Linked DNA regions of Danio rerio: all the other regions are linked to region 1. A link is a contact called in public HiCAR-type and Micro-C data. All regions are on one chromosome and are shown on one strand. The core of a region is the stretch at or near the end of the contact, and the rest is flanking DNA. Distances in the headings are between cores, read along the strand shown.

The links. Hi-C and Micro-C count contacts between places; a contact is called where the count stands out from the background. HiCAR-type assays count read pairs that join an accessible place to other places.
Region 2: a HiCAR-type map of caudal fin shows a contact between it and region 1, with 4 times the contacts expected there. The contact joins two enhancer-like sites. A contact is called at or near these places in 1 of 18 Hi-C or Micro-C datasets (caudal fin) and 1 of 4 datasets of contacts at active chromatin or transcription factors (caudal fin).
Region 3: a contact with region 1 is called in a Micro-C map of caudal fin, with 4 times the contacts expected there. The contact joins two enhancer-like sites. A contact is called at or near these places in 2 of 18 Hi-C or Micro-C datasets (caudal fin and skeletal muscle) and 1 of 4 datasets of contacts at active chromatin or transcription factors (caudal fin).

The regions. Positions count from the first base shown.
Region 1 is chr19:34,674,740-34,678,376 of GRCz12tu, forward strand. It overlaps a transcript of hpca not described here. Among named protein-coding and RNA genes, the nearest start is that of fam8a1a, 21 kb to the left of the region's middle. Within about 2 kb of position 2,057, at least 26 of the 62 cell types and tissues checked have an H3K27ac peak or open chromatin away from gene starts, as enhancers often do. A contact at or near this core is called in caudal fin and skeletal muscle, where this site is marked.
Region 2 is chr19:34,854,919-34,858,555 of GRCz12tu, forward strand. It overlaps a transcript of hpca not described here and a transcript of atxn1a not described here. Among named protein-coding and RNA genes, the nearest start is that of atxn1a, 62 kb to the right of the region's middle. Within about 2 kb of position 2,028, at least 2 of the 62 cell types and tissues checked have an H3K27ac peak or open chromatin away from gene starts, as enhancers often do. A contact at or near this core is called in caudal fin, where this site is marked.
Region 3 is chr19:34,833,448-34,837,084 of GRCz12tu, forward strand. It overlaps a transcript of hpca not described here and a transcript of atxn1a not described here. Among named protein-coding and RNA genes, the nearest start is that of atxn1a, 84 kb to the right of the region's middle. Within about 2 kb of position 1,739, at least 19 of the 62 cell types and tissues checked have an H3K27ac peak or open chromatin away from gene starts, as enhancers often do. A contact at or near this core is called in caudal fin and skeletal muscle, where this site is marked.

The sequences.
Region 1 (3,637 bases), core at 807-3,306:
ATCTATCTATCTATCTATCTATCTGTCAGTCAGTCTGTCTGTCTGTCATCGTCTGTCTGTCTGTCTGTCTGTCTGTCATCGTCTGTCTGTCTGTCTGTCATCATCTGTTTGTCTGTCTGTCTGTCTGTCTGTCTATCATCGTCTTTCTGTCTATCTTATCTATCAAACTGTTTGTCTGTCTGTCTAGCTGTCTTTCTGTTTACCTTCAATCCATCCGTCCGTCCATCCATCCGTCCGTCTGTCTTTCTGTCTGTCTGTCTGTCTGTCTGTCTGTCTGTCTGTCTGTCTGTCTGTCTGTCTGTCTATCATCGTCTGTCTGTTTGTCTGTCTGTCTGTCTGTCTGTCTGTCTGTCTGTCTGTCTATCTATCTGTCCATCCATCCATCTGTCTATATGTCTATCTTATCTATTAATCTGTTTGTCTGTCTTTCTAGCTGACTTTCTGTTTATCTTCTATCCATCCATCCGTCCATCCATCCATCCATCCATCCATCCATCCATCCATCCATCCATCCATCCATCCATTTATTTTTCTGTCTGTCTGTCTGTCTGTCTGTCTGTCTATCTATCTATCTATCTATCTGTCAGTCAGTCTGTCTGTCTGTCATCGTCTGTCTGTCTGTCTGTCTGTCTGTCTGTCTGTCTGTCATCGTCTGTCTGTCTGTCATCGTCTGTTTGTCTGTCTGTCTGTCTGTCTATCATCGTCTTTCTGTCTATCTTATCTATCAAACTGTTTGTCTGTCTGTCTAGCTGTCTTTCTGTTTACCTTCAATCCATCCGTCCGTCCATCCATCCATCCATCCGTCCGTCTGTCCGTCCGTCCGTCCGTCAGTCCGTCCGTCTGTCTGTCTGTCTGTCTATTATCGTCTGTCTGTTTGTCTGTCTGTCTGTCTGTCTGTCTGTCTATCTATCTGTCCATCCATCCATCTGTCTATATGTCTATCTTATCTATTAATCTGTTTGTCTGTCTTTCTAGCTGACTTTCTGTTTATCTTCTATCCATCCGTCCATCCATCCATCCATCCATCCATCCATCCATCCATCCATCCATCCATTTATTTTTCTGTCTGTCTGTCTGTCTGTCTGTCTGTCTGTCTGTCTGTCTGTCTGTCTGTCTGTCTGTCTATCTATCTATCTATCTATCTATCTATCTATCTGTCTGTCTGTCTATCTATCTCTGTCTGTCATTTATCTGTCTGTCTGTTATTTATCTATCTGTCTTTCTGTCAGTCTATCTATGCATATATTCATTTATTTAATAAACAGTTTTTAAAAAAAAAAAAATTCGAGAAAAATACAAAAACTGTAATATACTTTTACAGTGTTTTTTGCTAACAAACAAGTCACGTTTTAATCTATGTTTTAATGGGTGAAGACATGCAAATCAACATATATATTGCAATAAAAAAACACTGGTGAATTCTGATAATAGATTTTTTTTTCAGGAACCAAATCCAATTTTCCCTCAGCTCAGAAGATGTTTTCAGCTGTGTCTGATCCCGAGTCTTGGAACATGTCTTTGAGAGGAGATATGAAGCATTAGGCCTGGCTGTGGAAGAATGAAGGCTCAGTGGATCTCTGTTGAAACTATTTAGTAATGTTTGAGGGTTTGACGTAGCTCTTCTTCCTTACAGTTTTCTAAATAAATGAGTGCGTTTATGCCTAGAAACGGGGCTTCAGCTGTCGGGCCCCTGTGGCAGCAGTCATAAGCTGCCTGCTGAAATGGGCCCGAGGCCTGTCTGGCACTCTTTCATTCCAGATCGCAGATGTTTTTCGCAGTATGTCTGAGATTATATGAAACAGACTAAAGAACAGCGGGATAGTCAAAACAGAGGAAAAATGTTCCACATTGTGTGAAGTGACAGAAGAGTCTTTAGTAAATGTGAAGAGTTTCCAGTGCTGAATGGGCATCTGACTGTGTGTTTGCAGCAGTCTCTGTGTGTCAGCTCTGCCCTGGACACCAGATGCCATTGATTTACTACCTTCCTCACGGCTTCCCAGAGCAGGAATCTGATTGGCTGTGAGCGGCTCCAGTGTCAGAGGCTCCTCCACCAACCACAGGTCCTCTGGGCCACAAATATCTGAAGTAGTAATGATGTGGAATGTGCTGCCTCAACATGTGCTGTCAGCTGGAAAGTGTAGTTCTTGAGAGAGAGAGAGAGAGAGAGAGAGAGAGAGAGAGAGGGAGAGAGAGAAAATGAAGGAGCGTGGGAGGAATAAAGAAAAAAAGAAGGGGAAAAACCTAAACTCTTGATGACAAGGCTACGGTTTATGAACTGAAGCTGTAGATTCAGCTGTCTGTCAGTCTATCTATCTATCTATCTATCTATCTATCTATCTATCTATCTATCTATCTATCTATCTATCTATCTATCTATCTATCTATCTATCTATCTATCTATCTGTCTGTCTGTCTGTCTGTCTGTCTGTCTGTCTGTCTGTCTGTCTGTCTGTCTGTCTGTCTGTCTGTCTGTCTGTCTGTCTGTCTGTCTGTCTGTCTGTCTGTCTATCCATGTACCCATCCATCCATCCATCCATCCATCCATCCATCCATCCATCCATCCATCCATCCATCCATCCATCCATCCATCTATCCATTTATTTAGAGGAAAATTTATATTGTACAATTTGTACAATATTGTACAATATCTATCTATCTATCTATCTATCTATCTATCTATCTATCTATCTATCTATCTATCTATCTATCTATCTATCTATCTATCTATCTATCTATCTATCTATCTATCTATCTATCTATCTATCTATCTATCTATCTATCTATCTATCTATCTATCTGTATGTCTGTTGTCTATCCATCTGTCTGTCTGTCCGTCCGTCTGTGTCTGTCTGTCCGTCTGTCCGTCCATGTTTGTCTGTCTGTTTATCTGTCTGTCCGCCCATTCGTCTGTCTTTGTTTGTCTCTCTGTCATCTATCTATCTATCTATCTATCTATCTATCTATCTATCTATCTATCTATCTATCTATCTATCTATCTATCTATCTATCTATCTATCTATCTATCTATCTATCTATCTATCTATCTATCTATCTATCTATCTATCTATCTATCTATCTATCTATCTTATCTATCTGTATGTCTGTTGTCTATCCATCTGTCTGTCTGTCCGTCCGTCCGTGTCTGTCTGTCCGTCTGTCCGTCCATGTCTGTCTGTCTATCTGTCTGTCCGCCCATTCGTCTGTCTGTGTTTGTCTCTCTGTCATCTATCTATCTATCTATCTATCTATCTATCTATCTATCTATCTATCTATCTATCTATCTATCTATCTATCTATCTATCTATCTATCTATCTATCTATCTATCTATCTATCTATCTATCTATCTATCTATCTATCTATCATCTGTCTGTCTATCTATCTATCTATCTATCTATCTATCTATCTATCTATCTATCTATCTATCTATCTATCTATCTATCTATCTATCTATCTATCTATCTATCTATCTATCTATCTATCTATCTGACTATCTATCCATCCATCCATCCATCCATCCATCCATCCATCCATCCATCCATCCATCCATCCATCCATCCATCTGTCTGTCTGTATTTCTTTCTGTCATCAGTTAGTCAGTCAGTCAGTCTGTCTGTCTGTCCACATCTGTCTATATAT
Region 2 (3,637 bases), core at 778-3,277, 180 kb after region 1:
GGGAGTCTCATGTAGTGGTAATTATAAACGTTTACAAAGCGATTTATTACTTTCAAAAATCACGATCGCAATATATATGTCCATGCCTAATGTCCGATGGCCAGAAAGTCATTCATTTTTTTTATAAATTGTTAAAATGTTGGTGTTTGTGATACGGCAAGCCCAGAGATTGTTTTGTACACTATGACTTTATATACAATTAACTTTAATGTGTGATATGAATTAAAAGTGATCATAAACAAATAATTTCTCAACTCAAATGAGTGGCTGCTTGGACCCGGAAACAGTATTACATACGTCACCAACACGTCACCACTTAACAAGCGGATAGTATCTGGATGTAGCCTTTATGATGCAAGCTGAGATTGCATCACTCAGCAATGCAATGTCAGACACAATGCCCTCAATGGAGCGAGTGACGTCACTGTGATGGGTAGGGTTAGGGGTAGGGTTAGATGAGCGCATTAAAAAGCATTGGATGCAGCTCAGATTGCACTGCACCAGGTCTGCATCCAGACCCCTCTCGTTGATTCTCGTGCATTCTGATGTGATCTAAGCTGCCCTGGCAGGTTTGTTAATGTGTTATGCTGTGGTTGCTAGGGTATTCTGACATTTTGATGGGTTATTAATGCCTGAGTTATAAAATAGGAGTAATTAGTTATCTTTGGGGTTAATGCATTGTGATATGGTTGCTAAGGTCATGCAGTATAGTTGCTAAGGTGTTCTGGTTGTTCACATAGGTGTAATAGTTGCTATATTGTTTTGGATGTTAATGCAGTTGATACTCTGCAAAAAAAATGCAGGGTTTTACACAATTTATGTATGTTTTCTAGGTGACGTAGTGGCACAGTAGGTAGTGCTGTCACCTCACAGCGAGAAGGTCGCTGGGTTGCTGGTTCGAACCTCGGCTCAGTTGGCGTTTCTGTGTAGAGTTTGCATGTTCTCCCTGCATTCGCGTGGGTTTCATATGGTTGCTCCGGTTTCCCCCACAGTCCAAAGATATGTGGTGCAGGTGAATTCTGTAGGCTGAATTGTCCGTAGTGTATGAATGTGTGTGGATGTTTTCCAGAGATGGATTGTGGCTGGAAGGGCATCTGCTGCGTAAAAACAAGTTGGATAAGTTGGCGGTGAATTCCGCTGTGGCGATCCCGGATTAATAAAGGGACTAAGTAGACAAGAAAATGAATGAATGAATGTATGTTTTCCCAACACAAATTGATTGTTTACTTAATAAATTTAAGTGGATTGAACCCTGCTAAGAATTCTCCTGTTTTAGCTCATTATAGAAGTTCAAACAAGCAAGAAAAAACTTGAGTGTGTTGATATCAGTGCTAGATTGTTGCTAAGTAGATTGCTATAGTGTTTTGAGTCGTTGCTTACAGTCCAAATCTAAAGACCTAACTTATCCCACAGGTCAATGTAAGTCTATGGTATTTTTAAATTATGCTGTAAAAAATGCTGGGTTCCACATAATTCATTCATTTTGTCTTAACACCATTCAACACAATTCAATTAAGTTAACTTAGTATTTTTTACAAAATTAAGTGGATTAAATATACAACCATAATTAAACATAAAATGAGGCTATAACTGCAAAAAGGTCCACTTTTTAAGAAAAAAGAACCACCCCTTTCACCAGACTGGCTACAGGCCTGATATATACCTACTGTACATGCATATATACATCATTAAAGAAAGAAAGAGGGGGAAAATATTGCATATATGAATACAAATAAAGATCCAATTATGAACATCTGTATTTTGTACACAAGTACGTAGTAAATAAGTCCACTTAATGTAAACTGTGACCACAATTCCTTAAAAGTTTGTTACAGTTCATCAAATCAAATTGATCAAAGTTTGTGTTCACTGCTAGAAAATTCCTATTCTTAAAAGCATTTACTACACATGCGTGTCACCTTAAACACTGACCTGAGGGATCCTGGCAGTCTTGTTTACACAACACAACAGCCTGAGCTAGGCCTCCAGGAGCTGATTTAGAGGGAAGTGATGTTCAGAGAAATGTCTAAATGGTGTGTGAAGCATGTCTCATAAAAAGACTGAGCTTGCAAGAAATACTCCACTGCCGTTTATGACTTGTGGCTGGAGCCGCAACCACGTGACACATAAAAGTGGAAAAAGACATTAAAGTGGCAGTAATGGTGTTTTTTTATCGTTAAACAGCTGCACACAGTTCACCTGATAGAAACGCTCATCCACAGGATTTTGTTCTAACTTCAGATTTCTGGAAATACAAAACAGATTCAGAGGAATTAGTATCATGCTTGGTTACCTATTGGTAAATGCTCCTGGTCTAATCATTTTCTCACCGTAGTAAAGCAGATCTCCTCTTGACTCTGGGTTAGATTGATCATTCACGTTGTGGTTGTAGCAGCAATATGAAGATCATCTGTGTCTCATAGACATTTTGAGGTAGGACATTCAAGCAGTCTGCAGTGGGTTTAGTTTTGGTGCATTGGACAATTAACCTGCTGCTAGATCATCTACATATTAGATTGTTGTAGTAAGTACTAGAAAACCGATTAGTTTCACCACAACAATCTCAGTTATGCACAAAGCACAAACTTTCAGCAATGTTAAATAGTAGCTCTTTCTTCTTTTAATCTTTAATCTTCTAATCTTTTTTTTTTGTACATTTGTCATTTTGTCTGATTTTCATATAATTCTTTGCCTCCAATTAAATTTTGTTATGATTTTGGTTGACATAAAAGTTTCTAATGCTTGATTGAAGTTTTTAAATCAAGGAGATACAAAGATATTGAACAAATCAGATTTTAAGTTATTGTGCTGCTCTTCTATAATCCTAAAAAGATACTGTAACATACAATGATTAGAAAAAAAACAGAATATATACAAATATAGAAATGAGTATTTGTGTCAGATAGTTTTTTAAACAGAAAATAGAAAATGGATTGATAGTGTGAGTACCCACATAGAAATCTTATATATGACAATATATGCATATGGCATATGTTAAATAAAAGTATATATTTGGATTTCAAATCTATAAATTGCTGTATGTCAGCAGTGGTGGTGGTGTGCATTGGCACGAGACCGCAAGCCTAGTGCCTTAGTGTCCCACCAGTAATGATATACATCCATATCGCTCTGCTACTCGTGTGGTACTGCGTTTAACAATTCGATGGCCTAACCGTGTAAATAAAAAAGAAAATCAAACATGTAAAGTCTAAAAATCCTTTTGTATGAGGAACTACTTTTTTCTGCCATTCATTCACATCTGCAGCTGATGTCAGAAAATACATAAGAGTTGAATGATTCTCTAGGGTAATATCTAAAGCGATGACAAAACGGGGGATTTTGCTCACATTTTAAGATTATGAGGCTGATCGCCATGAAATGCCTTCAGTCTAGAGACATTTCCCACACTCAGAAATAAAGGTACGCGAGCTGTCACTGGGGTGGTACTTTTTCAAAAGGTACAAATTTGTACCTTAAAGGTCCATATTAATACCTCAAGGGTACTTAAAATTACAAAAGTGTTCCTCTTAAAATTTTTAGGTACTACCAGGGCTTAATTTTGCCGGAACACACCTCTGAAATCTGATCCAGCACCTCATTTTACCTATCCCCTTTCTCAACCACCCTCCTCCCCCTT
Region 3 (3,637 bases), core at 489-2,988, 160 kb after region 1:
CGAGCCGCTGACCCGAAGCTCCGCCACGTGCACCCCGACAGAAACCCACGCCTAGAACTCCGAAATGCACAGCGCCGCGCCACGCAAAAGGTACAAGCAATAAATCCAATTTCAGCGATAATGTGGAGAAATGTATCTTGTGTTGAGCCCAATGAGCTTTTCATCAAAAAATAGAGCAAGGGTGTTCCTTTAATGATATCGCTTTGACTCACACGCTGAAAATGGCGACGTGCAACAAGAAACTGAGGATATGATGTGACGCAAGGCTGTCAATCAATATAGGTGGCGGGGGGACCGCACTCTTACGTAAAGTTGCGGTTGGTCTGAAAACCGCTCCAATTGGTCCACCGTTTTTTGTTGTTAAATTGAAAAAAAAACGACAGTCTATACACTATACTTGCACACATATCTGTCCAAACAGCTTGAAAAGTAGATTTTTCACCATAGGTGCCCTTAAACGAGGAAAAGTATTCTAAGTCATTGTTAGCATGTTGATCCAGTTGATCATGTGTTCTCAGTGGTTGTTAGCATGTTAATATGCAGTTGGATCATGTGTTCTCAGTAGTTGTTAGCATGTTAATTCTGTTAATTCTGTTACTTAAGTGTTTTAAGTAGTTAACACTGTTTTGCCTTAACAGTGTTTTCAGTAGTTGTTAACGTGCTAGGGTGTTCTCGTTTGATGTTCGCATATTGCTTCTCAGTTGCTAGAGTATTTACAGTCAATGGGACCAAATACCAGCAAAACTGGTTGTTAGCATGCAGTTATTACCTATACAGTTGCTATTCAATGGTTGTTAGCATGTTGATTCGGTTGATCATGTGTTTTAAGGAGTTAACACGTCAATATTATCAGACCATGTAGCAGCAAAAGTGGTTGTTAGCAAATTGTTATACAGTTGTGAAAATGTTTGCATTGGATACTAACATTTTACCATGCAGTTGCTAAAATGTTTTTACCTGCTGTTAGTATTTTGAAATGCCATTGCTAATGTGTTTTTAATGATTCTTACTATGTTGCTGTACATTTTCTATGGGGTTCCTAGTGATTTTTGTTAGCATGTTGCTCTACAGCAGCTATATGTTCTCATTACTTGTTGGCATATTGTTATTATTGGAGCTAAACTTTCAAAGGTTCCTCAACACTTGCTAAGCTGTTATTTATGGATTGGTAATTCACTATATTTTGTGATTATTTTTGTGATGATATGCAGTTGCTAAAGTTTTTACTGGTTATTAGGATACAGTCACTAAAGTACAGTTGCTACAGTTTACCTCGAGTTTTTTAGCATGTTGCTATGCTATTTTTTTTGCGACAATTGCTTTAGCATATTACCCAACAGTGGAGCCACAAATAGCTTCTTGCTAGTTTTATAACTGCTGTAATCCAGGAATTCTAGGTGTTGTCACTGCTATAATCTGTTCATTGTGACTCATAAAGGTTGAGAACAAGTGTGTACACAAGTGAGGAGTTTGTGTGTCATTCTTCTGTGACTGTATCTCTTATTTCTGTGTTCGCAGGTGTCTGTATTTGATCGCCTTCATCCTGCAACACACAAACTTTCTCAGCTCTTACCCGATACGGGTAGAAAGGGGTACAGATCTGGCCTCTTTTACTTAAACATAGCCACTGATACTCATTGAGGTTCTTGCTCAGCGACGTATTGCTCTCTCACACACACACATATATGCACATGCCGGCTTTACGCAGTTGTATAGCCAGTGTAAGTTGTTTCAGGCAGTGACTCATCATAAACACTCATGCTGAAGTACACACTGTCCTGCTCAACCACACACTCACACACTGTAGTAACGAGAAATGACTCACAAACAGATATGCACTACTTTACGCTGTTGTAGCAATTGTGGTTATGATAGATGGTGCAAAGATACTGACATAGACGATATAGTCTGACCTTTTTTTTTTCATGTGTGTGGTGTAAAAGATTTGCTATTTTGTGTTTATTAAGTAATGTTTTAAAAAGCTTAATTATTAAGGGCATCATAGATTTATTTAAATGTATTATTTTGTATTTAATTATTATTTCATTTTCTAAACATAGGAAGAGACATTTTATTTAGATCAACTTGACTATTATTTGCAATATTTTTATTCAATTTCCTTTTGTACAAATGCATAGAATGCATATGTACCTTTTTATGTTGTATCATGTAAATGTACAGTAAATAATTGTAATTTTTGACATTTTTTTTTAAACATGGGTAAATGAAAATAGGGCAGTTTTATTTATGACAAATATTATATTAAATTGAATGAATTTTTACACTTAATCTGTTTATAAAGCTATTTTATTGTTGTGCTTTTATGTTGTTTTAAATATATATTGTAATTTGTATTTTTATTTTATAAACTTTATTTGTCGACTTCACAGTATTTTATTTTTATTTCTATCTTTTATTTTAATTTAGTTTCATTTTATTGTTTTTTTTGTTTTAACTTTTTATTTAATTTATTTTAATGTTTTTATTCATTTTGTTTTATTTTATTTAAATTTAAAAAATATTTACATTTTAAAAATTTTTTTATTTACATTTTTTTGTATTAATTTTTGATTATTTTTGATTATTTTTATTTAATTTTTCTTTATTTTATTTAAATTTATTTATTTATTTATTTATTTTTAAATTTTGCTTTGTTTTATTTTAATTTTGAATTCATTTAATTTAATGTTTTTTTTTATCTTTAAATTTTTTTACTTATTTTGTTTTGTTTTATTTTTTCTTGTATTTAAATGTATTTTTTAATTTTTTCAATTATTTTATTTTTAAAATTTTATTTTGATCATATTTTTTATAAAAAATAATTTAATTTACTTTTTATTTTAACCCCTGATTAATCAAGGCACTAAGCCAAAAAGAATATAATAATATTAATATAATTGATAATATTAATTAATGATTTTAATTAAAATTTGTTTTAATGTTAATTATTTTAATTTGTTTTAATTTTATTGATGTTGCCAGGGCCAGCATGTTACTCAGGACGGCTACTGTGATGGTGACTGCCACATAACACACACACAAACATGTTTGCTCTCATGCATGCACAGACTCACACATAACTCTAGCCAGCGGAATGGTTACCCACAGCAGGAAAACCACACGGCACATGTAAATGAGATGCGAGGGAAGTGTGAGTGCACGGCTCCTATGCAAATGTAATGGAGACCTCAAAGACAGAGGTTATAAATAGACTCTCAGCGTGCGATTGCCTCAATGAACACCACGTCGCTCTTAAAGCGACACACAAAATACATTCTCTCACAGATATGCACACTTGAGGGCGACTGAAAGGGCGATTTGGAGTTCATGCATGCAAATGCTCAAAGCGACATGTAACCCAGTTAAACGACAGCCTGTGACACCCTTGCACAGATTTTCTGTTGTGTGCAGTTTGCTTGAAATAGACACACCGTCTTTCTGTAGGCATTGAAGATGAGTGGGTTGTTCTAACCTGATTTGGGGTCAAATGTGGACAAACTGCTGGGTTAATCTTTTTAGTTAGATTATAAACAGTTGGTTTTGTCCAAGCATCACAATAGTAGTCCTGAATCCCATGCTGCCCATGGCAACATCAGGTTCTCTAACATGGAAAAAATGAAACAGATAAAAAATAAAT